Regions from separate parts of the Triticum aestivum genome. Here region 1 is linked to region 2. Evidence: chromatin contacts called from public Hi-C data. All regions are on one chromosome and are shown on one strand. Each heading gives the region's core, a stretch centred on a gene start, on an enhancer-like site or on the middle of the called end of the contact. The rest is flanking DNA. Distances are from core to core; before and after follow the strand shown. Region 1 holds the start of LOC123156024 (glycosyltransferase BC10). Region 2 holds the start of LOC123158361 (far upstream element-binding protein 1).

Evidence for each region. Hi-C and Micro-C count contacts between places; a contact is called where the count stands out from the background.
Region 1: a contact with region 2 is called in a Hi-C map of leaf, with 5 times the contacts expected there. The contact joins the promoter of LOC123156024 here to the promoter of LOC123158361 in region 2. A contact is called at or near these places in 2 of 5 Hi-C or Micro-C datasets (both in leaf).

What each region holds. Positions count from the first base shown.
Region 1 is chr7B:418,305,727-418,310,151 of IWGSC CS RefSeq v2.1, reverse strand. LOC123156024 (glycosyltransferase BC10) reads right to left here and starts at 2,884. Exons shown (of 2, transcript XM_044574189.1): 1 at 1,795-2,884; 2 at 120-1,148. The coding sequence starts at 2,370. The coding sequence ends at 507.
Region 2 is chr7B:417,988,495-417,992,881 of IWGSC CS RefSeq v2.1, reverse strand. LOC123158361 (far upstream element-binding protein 1) reads left to right here and starts at 2,387. Exons shown (of 7, transcript XM_044576385.1): 1 at 2,387-2,733; 2 at 2,893-3,122; 3 at 3,248-3,433; 4 at 3,543-3,638; 5 at 3,715-3,786; 6 at 3,876-3,992. The coding sequence starts at 2,472.

The DNA.
Region 1 (4,425 bases), core at 1,635-4,134, 320 kb before region 2:
CACAACCACCAATGGCAAGCTGTTGCTTCAAGGTTTCGAGGATGTGGCTATGTATCAAGTGCGCAACTCCATCTGGCAACGCCAGACTTGAAGCCAAGCCAAGCCAAGCCAAACAATGATTGAGCAAGTTATATTCACATAAAATTAGCATCCTGACCAAGTCATTACAATAAGTGATATGGGGGCAGAAGAAAAGAGAAAAAAGATCTATCACAGAGCTATGATATATTAAAAAGAATGGGGGGTGAAAATGTCCTCTCTGGATCTTGTAGTGCCATTCGTCCATTACTCGGGAATCAGCTTCAGGATAAGTGAAGTAAATTTCACCGTCCCACACAGCGTCATCCGCCAGCCAAGCGTCTCGACAGCAGTCTCTCATCTATCTAAGAAGAGACACATGTCCCTGAGCTAGCAGAGTACCTCTACCACCTGACCGGTACCGGCACGCGAGCAAGTGATCGTCGATGGAGATAGCTCGATAATATAATGCCGATGGGAAGCCGAGCTCAAAAGTCCAACACCGTCGAAGTGAGATTCATCAATGGCCCCAAAGCACTGGGAGCAAACTTCCTAGCAAAGAGGTAGCACACAGAAGTGTGCTTCGAGTTGTAGAGGCACTGCGTACCATTGTTCCTGATGGCCTTGATGAAATCTACATTGATGTTTCCAGCACCGTATCTTGCTGGATGCGGGCCTCCTCTTGACCAATCAACCCATGTGATGGTCCTGTTGGCGTTGAGCGACCCGTGGAACAGATGAAGATAGGTCGGTATGTAATGCTCGTCCGGGTAGCAAGATGGTCTGCAATGCTTCCGGAAGATCGAGTAGTACTTGTAGTCCGCTACGACACGCACGGCCAGCTCCCGGTTAAGCTCAAACCACTCTGACCCTTTCCTCCATTGTTCCGGCAAGATGTGAGGTGCCATTCGACGGTTGTAGCGGCCAGCGCTTTGAGGGGTGTCGATGTTGTAGGACTCGACGAAGCTCTGCTCCGAGTTTATGAGGTACTCGTAGACGGTTGGGAAGTTGAACACCGGAATGCAGCTCTCCGAGAGCAGAACAAAACGCTCGTTCGAGAAATCCAACAACGCGTTGGCCAGCAAGCGCTTCTCAGCATCAACCAGGGTTATTGATCCCCAAGACACTTCCTGCATTGGCAATAAACAAGGATCAGAATATGTTATCAAAACTAGCCGTTGATCAGGGTCCCAGAACCGCACATGGAGGGCACTCACACTGTTAAATACTGAAAGAATGCAAACATCGCATCGATATTTGAGGTTGACACTTTAGCCCAATTATTAAACATAAAAGAAGAAAAGCAGAGTACACAAATAAACAAAGTCCCAACCATAAGACATCCATGACTAATTATTTAGTGGGTAAATTGAAGCAGAATATTGTAGATTAAGCATCTCTAGATCACAATATTAGCAACATTCGTGAGCACCACTAGTTGGAGAATCCATCGAGTAGTTTACCCACCATCCTGGCATGGGGTCAAGCAAGCATATTCCCCTAGAGGCTAGAGCAAATACATACACATATCCCAATCATGAATCAAGTTGAGCACATGGCAACCACCAACTAGCGCGACAACGGTTGTCCGACTCATTCCACCAAGGCACCAGCTAACGAATCAATCAGCCACAATTTTTCGCAAGCAGTTCAACTAATTAACAATCTAATTGTGCCATGATTCGGTGACTGCAATTTTTACGACTTACGAGTTATGAAGTTCAGGTAAATTATTATGAAGGAAAGAAGAGAGTGTGAGGAGAATGATTATGGTACCTCGCTGGGGATCTGGCGGCCGTAGAATGGGGATGTCTTGGAGACGTTGAGCTTGTAGTCCGGGATGGTGTGGAGGTAGACGGAGAAGAGGCCCTGGTGCCCGTGGAAGAAGCGCTCCCAGAGCGGGGCGAAGGGGAGCGGTCCGCGGGTCATGAAGAGGAAGGCGACCTTGGGGACCCGCTGGAAGGGGAACTCCTCGGCGGTGGGCACGAGGGTGGCGCGCCAGAAGAGCTCGTCGTCGGTCATGGAGTGCGCGAGGGTGGGCGGGTGCACGAAGGCCTTGAAGCCCGGGCCGCAGTCGCCCGTGGCACCGCGGCGGTCGCAGGAGCTGTAGGTGGCGGTGGGGAAGAAGAGCTCGGTGTGGGAGTTGTAGTAGTAGCGGGAGACGTTGGCGCTGACGGAGAGGCCGATGACGACGCCGGCCATGAAGATGACCATGGCGGTGACGAGCTTGAGCAGGCCCGTGGACCAGTCCTTGCGCGGCGTGTTGGGGAAGTAGTCGCCCTCCTCGTCGGCGCCGCCGCCGCCCCCGCCCCCGCCGCGGGACTTGAGCATCGGCTTCGAGTCCCCCCACATCGCGACGGCCGGCGGGGAGCAGGCCGAGGATCAAATCGGGCGCGGGCCAACCGTTCCGCCGGCGGCGAGATCGGCCGAGCGAGCAAGATGGGGCCTTTTCGGCGCCGGAATCCGCAGGGGGGAGCCCCGATCTGGCGGCACGGGAAATCCTAACCGGGCCGGGTGGATCCGCGCGGAAAAGGCCAAGGGTGGACACGGCACGCGGAAAGGCTCGCGACGAGGGCCTTTATAGCGGCGACGGGAGGAAACACGGCAAGGAGGAGGCTGGCAATCTTTCTTTCCGTGTTTCTTAGTGGGTAAGGAGGAGGAGGAGGAGGAAATACGCGTGGCGGAGGAGGGGGAGGTCGCTGTCGATTCCGATCCAGCTCCGCTCGCGACTCGACTCGACTCGGGGACGGAGCTGGAGGTGGAGGTGGGTATTTATGGGAGCTGGCTTCCTCCCCCTCCTCGTCTTCTTCTTCTCCGAGTGGTCGTCGCGGACGGCGAGAAGAAGAGGCCAAGGCCAAGGGCGCGGGGGGGAGTAATTGATCGATGATCTTATTTCTCCTAAAAATAAATGACTGAAACGAGAGAGGTTATATATTAGGAGTAACTTAATAATTGATTTGGGTGGGAAGAAACGGTCTGGAAGACGCGGGCCCACGGTCGCGGAAGCGGCGCCGGGGTGACTCGTAACTCGGAGTACTAGGTGTGTCTGACGGGTGGGCCCCGGTGACGGGCCGGTTCACGCGTCGTCGCGGCCCACCTCGTCAGCGGCGCGCGCGGTGAGTGGTAAAAGTTGCTTTTGGCGGCCTGGAACGGGCGGACGGACGGTCGGCCAGCGACGTGGTCGCACGCGCTGGGGGCACTGCCGCGTGGGCGCGTGGTGGGCCGCACGTCAGTCGCAGAACAAGAGGACACGTGATGGTGGTGGTGAACGGGGGCGCAGGGCGAGGGTGGCCGTAGCGGCTGCCTGCCGGTTCGTTTCTGTGCCGTTGGTTGGTTTGGATGAGTGGGGTGGTGCCGGTGCGGTGCGGTGCGGTGCGGTTCGAGGGCAGCCTACAGCCAGCGCCACTCCAGTGCAGTTCGTGAGGCGGAGGCGGGACGACGCATGTGCTCGGTCGTTGCGGATCGGATGCTACCTAGCTATCTTAATCTATTCCGCCTCCCAACCCAAAGAATGCATATTCTACTTGGAGACAGCCCCATCACTGTTGGATACTGCATGAATCCTACGTATCGGTGGGTGCAAGGCATCCTACTAATCATCATCATCAGTTGCCCGTTTGGCTTCATCAGGAATAAAATGAGCCTGTACGCTATGTCCTTCCCAGGCTAGCTTAAAAATGGGGAACTATACGTGTCATCCAATCATTCTACTGAACACTCACACTCTCGCATCATTGTGCATGGTGGACGAGCCCATCTCAACTCTCGAGTAACTTGTTACCAGCAACCAAACACAAGCTTTGGTCAGGCAAAAAATCAACATCTCCACCTAGATTGGTTATCAGCATACCCTTTTGGTTGGCCGCTTGTTTGTCGGAAAAACAAGGCATGGTGTTTGGTTTCATGCAACCGCGTGTTGTCTTCTAACCTCTTCGCCAAGGCGGTGAGATTACTAGCACACATGGGCGTGTACAACAACCCAAATACACGCAAAAGATAGCATATTAACATAGTTCTAAATAATAGCAAGCAGTTTTAAACATAGTACCGCACTTAAACATAGCAGTCTTCAAGCAAAGCAGCACGATATAGTCGATACTAAACTAGCTGGAGCAAGGAAGAGTTGTCCTAGACATTCATGGGGAAGGCGTCGTCGTGCCTCCAGCACTTGGTTACCACTTCAATGTCGTCGTCGTTGAAGACGATGGCCTTGAGCGTGTTGGGAGTTAGCAACTTGAAGGTCACCATGTACCCGATATTGATCTGATGGACGGTGGCAAAGCTGGCCCTACCCTGGTCGAGGGCGACCCTGTCGTTCATCAACCCCACGGTGACCCTCCATGAGCAGTCGGTGTTCGTCTTGAGCTTGAACTCCGTCGGCACGGACGGGAAGTGCTTGGTGAAACC
Region 2 (4,387 bases), core at 1,138-3,637:
CATGATTTGGTTCTCTCCCATCGAAGAATTCACCTTGCAAGCCAATACACACAATAGCCCAAACTACGGGGTTATGTCCAAGAATATGCATTTTCATCTTATGCTTCCAACTAGCAAAATCATCAAAGTAAAGACCTCTACGGTGGTAATTTTCCTCGCTAGACGCCATACTCTCCTAGGTTGTGAAACTAAGGCTATGATCACCAAAGCTATGAAAATCAAGGCAAATGGAGATCAAAGCTCAGATACCAATTGTAGGATCAAAAGTATGTCTAGAGAGGAGGTGATTAGACTACTTGACCAAATAAAAATCTAGCCTTTTCCCAATTTTAAGTCTTGGCAGATTTTAGCAACTTAACACAAGTCAAGCAATCGACCTACACATGCAATTCTAAGAGTATAGCAGCGGAATGTAAATCATTGCATATGAAGGTAAAAGGAGAGGAGTTTGGAGGGAGCAAAGGCAACATGGACACGGAGATTTTTGGCGTGATTCCGATAGATGGTGCTATCGTACATCCACGTTGATGGAGACTTCAACCCATGAAGGGTAACGGTTGCGCGAGTCCACTTGCCTCACTTGGGTAGATCTTCATGAAGTAGGCGATCTCCTTGCCCTTACAAACCCCTTGGTTCGACTCCACAATCTCGACGGAGGCTCCCAAGTGACATCTAACCAATCTAGGAGACACTACTCTCCAAAAGGTAATAGATGGTGTGTTGATGATGAACTGTTTGCTCTTGTGCTTCAAATGATAGTCTCCCCAACACTCAACTCTCTCTCTCTCTCAGATTTGGATATGGTGGAAAGACGATTTGAGTGGAAAATAACTTGGGTAAGACTAGAGATCAAGATTCTTGTGGTTGGACTGGAATATCTTGGTCTCAACACATGAGTAGGTGGTTCTCTCTCAGAAAATGAATGCTGGAAGTGTAGGCACATTCTGATAGCTCCCTCCATGAATGTAGGAAAGGTGGAGGGGTATATATAACCTCCATACAAAATCTAACCGTTACACACAATTTATCAAACTCGGTGGGGACCGAATAATGAAACTCGATCAGACTGATTTAGTTCAAAATGTGAACGTTAGGCTTTTCGGTGGGACCGACCTGATCAACTCGGTGGGATCGATATGTTAGGGTTAGGGCATAACTTGATCTCGGTGAGACCGATCACATGAACTCGGTGGGACCAATTTTAGTAATAGGCAAACAGAGAGTTGGTCAGGCAAACTTGGTGGGACCAATCGCTCATTTCGGTGAGACCGAAACATTACGAAAAGAAAACAGAGAGTTTGCATTGCGAACTCGGTGGGACCGATCGCTCATCCCAGTTAGACCGAAACGTTACGAAGAGAAATAGAGAGTTTGCAATCCCATCTCGGTAAGACCGAGATTCCTATCGTTGAGTTCGAACTGATTAGGGTTTCTGGCTATGGCTATGTCAAATGAACTCGGTGGCGCCGAATGTATCAAATCGGTGGGGCCGAGTTTGACTTTAGGTTTAGGACAAATGTGGAAATGAGAAAGTGGGTAGGGGCTTTTGGAGCATATCACTAAGTATTTTGAGCAAACAAGCCATTAAGCAACACCCCATTCCCTTTTAATAGTATTGACTTTTTCTATGGACTCAATGTGATCTTGGATCACTAAAAATGAAAATGTAGAGTCTTGAATTTTTGCCAATATGTGTCCTTAGCATTTTGAAGGGTTCATATCTCTAGTCCATGCCATATCAATCATTAAACTTTCTGAAATGATTATCTCAAAAGAGTATTAGTTCAATGAGCTATATGTTGTTAAGAATTACTAAATTCACCCAGGGATTAGTTGCACTTTCAATATGCAAAGAGGCAAATACAGGTTACCAAACACCAAACATGTCCCAAGTTTATATCTTTTTATTGATGACACTTCAAGGCAATGCTGAACCATCACAATAAGAGTGAAAAACATATAGAAGTGCAAAAAAAAAAGCAAAAAGTGCTATGTTTTTTCAATTACATTTTTCATTTATAGCGTGCTCGCGGAATCCTTTATACTCCCTCCGTTCCTAAATGTAAGTCTTTGTAGAGATTCCACTATAAACCACGTACGAATGTATATAGATACATTTTAAATTTAGATTCACTCATTTTGCTCCGTATGTAGTTCACCTAATGGAATCCCTACAAAGACTTATATTTAGGAACGGAGGGAGTACTTATTTACAATCATCTACTCACAACTTGCGAACTGACTTTCCCCTCAAAAAAGAAAAAAGAAAAAACCTGCGAACTATAACTCAAATACGTGTCCATCCATGGCGCACGTAATATCTCGAGCTTAAAAGTAAAATACGCTTCCGACCACGCTTTTATATAACCAAGACAGGTCGGGACACGGGCTCCTTCTCTCGCATATCCCCACAGGCGCCTCCAGCCCCCCGTACGAAAACCGGAGGCGAAAACCCTCAAACCCTAATCCCCATGGCGGACTCCGACGCATCGGCGCCGCCGCCAGAGGTAGCGACCGAGATGAAGATTCCAGTCGTAGACCTCACCGACGCCGTGCAGGAAGACGCTGCATCTGACCCTTCGGCAGCCGCCCCCACGCAGGAAGAGGCGCCATCAGAGGTTGCCGAGGCCGAAGGCGACCACAAGAGGAAGCTCGAGGAGGTCGACGCGGGCGCGGAGGCCAACGGCGCTGGGGAGGACGCCAAGCGACCGCGCGTGGAAGGCAACGGCGCAGGTTGATCTCTCTCGCGCCCCACCCCCTCTCTATTCACCTGTGCGTTCTACCTAGGGTTTACTGTCTCGGCGACGATTCTGGCGTGTCAAACATGGTCGGTTTCGTCTTAAGCTTGGATCGTAATCCGTCTGATCCGTTCGTTATCTCTGTTGGGATCAGATGCCGTGCAAAACAGTGAGTCCTCCGAGCCCCAGGAGCCAGTCGCTGTGATTACCGAGGGGGCGGCAGATGCCCAGAATGCCGAGGCTGCTCCTGCCGGCGATCTGCAGACAAGTTCTGAGGTCAAGCCTCAGGAGACTGCAACTGAAGCACCACCACAACATCAAGAAGGCGATGCAACCGGTGCCCTGCAGGAGACTACCCGCCTAATTGATGTGCCCAATACCAAGGTATGACCATTGGCTTAGATTAAATCTGTTTTTTGGAGGCCAGTGTTGCATCAAGCACATAAATTCGTGTGTACTATTGATTTACACACATAATTTGCTTATGCTGATGGTGGAAATTCATGCAGGTCGGTGTTCTAATAGGAAAAGCGGGTGAAACAATCAGAAACCTGCAAATGAGCTCAGGCGCGAAGATCCAAATCACAAAGGATGCAGATGTTCCTTCAGATGCCACGACTCGTCCAGTCGAATTGGTTGGAACTAATGAGAGTATTGACAAGGCTGAGCAGCTTATTAAGAGTGTTATAGCCGAGGTATGCTAAATGTATCAACTTCCTCAGAGGTTTGAAGTAGTTCACGTTTGCTGAACTTATATTGGTAAAAGTTACATCTCTAAGGCTCTTTCCAATGCATATATTCCAGGCTGAGGCTGGCGGTTCCCCTGCCTTGATAGCCAAAGGTTTCGGATCTGGTCAGTCAGGTTCAGAGCAGTTTGAGATGCTAGTCCCTGATAATAAGGTTAGTTTTCAGTGTTGGTGATGAATCCAACTGTTTTGTTTGCCTAACTCTTTTCTGATCTTAATCTATTTCTTAGGTTGGTTTAATTATTGGAAAAGGAGGTGAGACAATTAAAAACCTGCAAACCCGATCTGGTGCTCGAATCCAGGTAGATAATTTGCATGTTATGTTGGCATTTTTAAACAACTATAGCTTATGTTAACTGAGGCTTGAGGGCGGCGGTGAATGTTAATGTAGTTAATTCCTCAACATCCTCCGGCGGGTACTACACTGACTGAAAGGACTGTACGTGTTACTGGCAATAAGAAGCAGATAGAAGCTGCAAAAGAGTTGATTAAGCAAGCTATGAGTCAGGTGATGTGACCCTGCTTTGTGCTTTTTTGTTCCATTATTGCTGTGATGAAGCCTCTCATGCTCGAGGCTGTTGTGATCCTGCTTTATGCCTTTTATCATTCATCCGTGCAGTGATCAACTCAGTAATGCTTCATTCTGTCTATTGTCCATATGTACATTTGTGCTGTGATTACCTTCATGATGCTTATGCCCCTGTGATAAACGTAGTGATATCGAATCTAGTGTTGTCGCAAAAAAATCAAGTTTGTGTATTATGCTACTTGGTACGAAATCATAGCATGTATGATTGCCTGTCTTTTTCATTTCTACCTTGTCTGATTGGTACAACTGGCTTTTAGCTATGTCACCATTTTGGTAGTTAATTATATGTTATTCATGGTGCTATGCTAATGCTG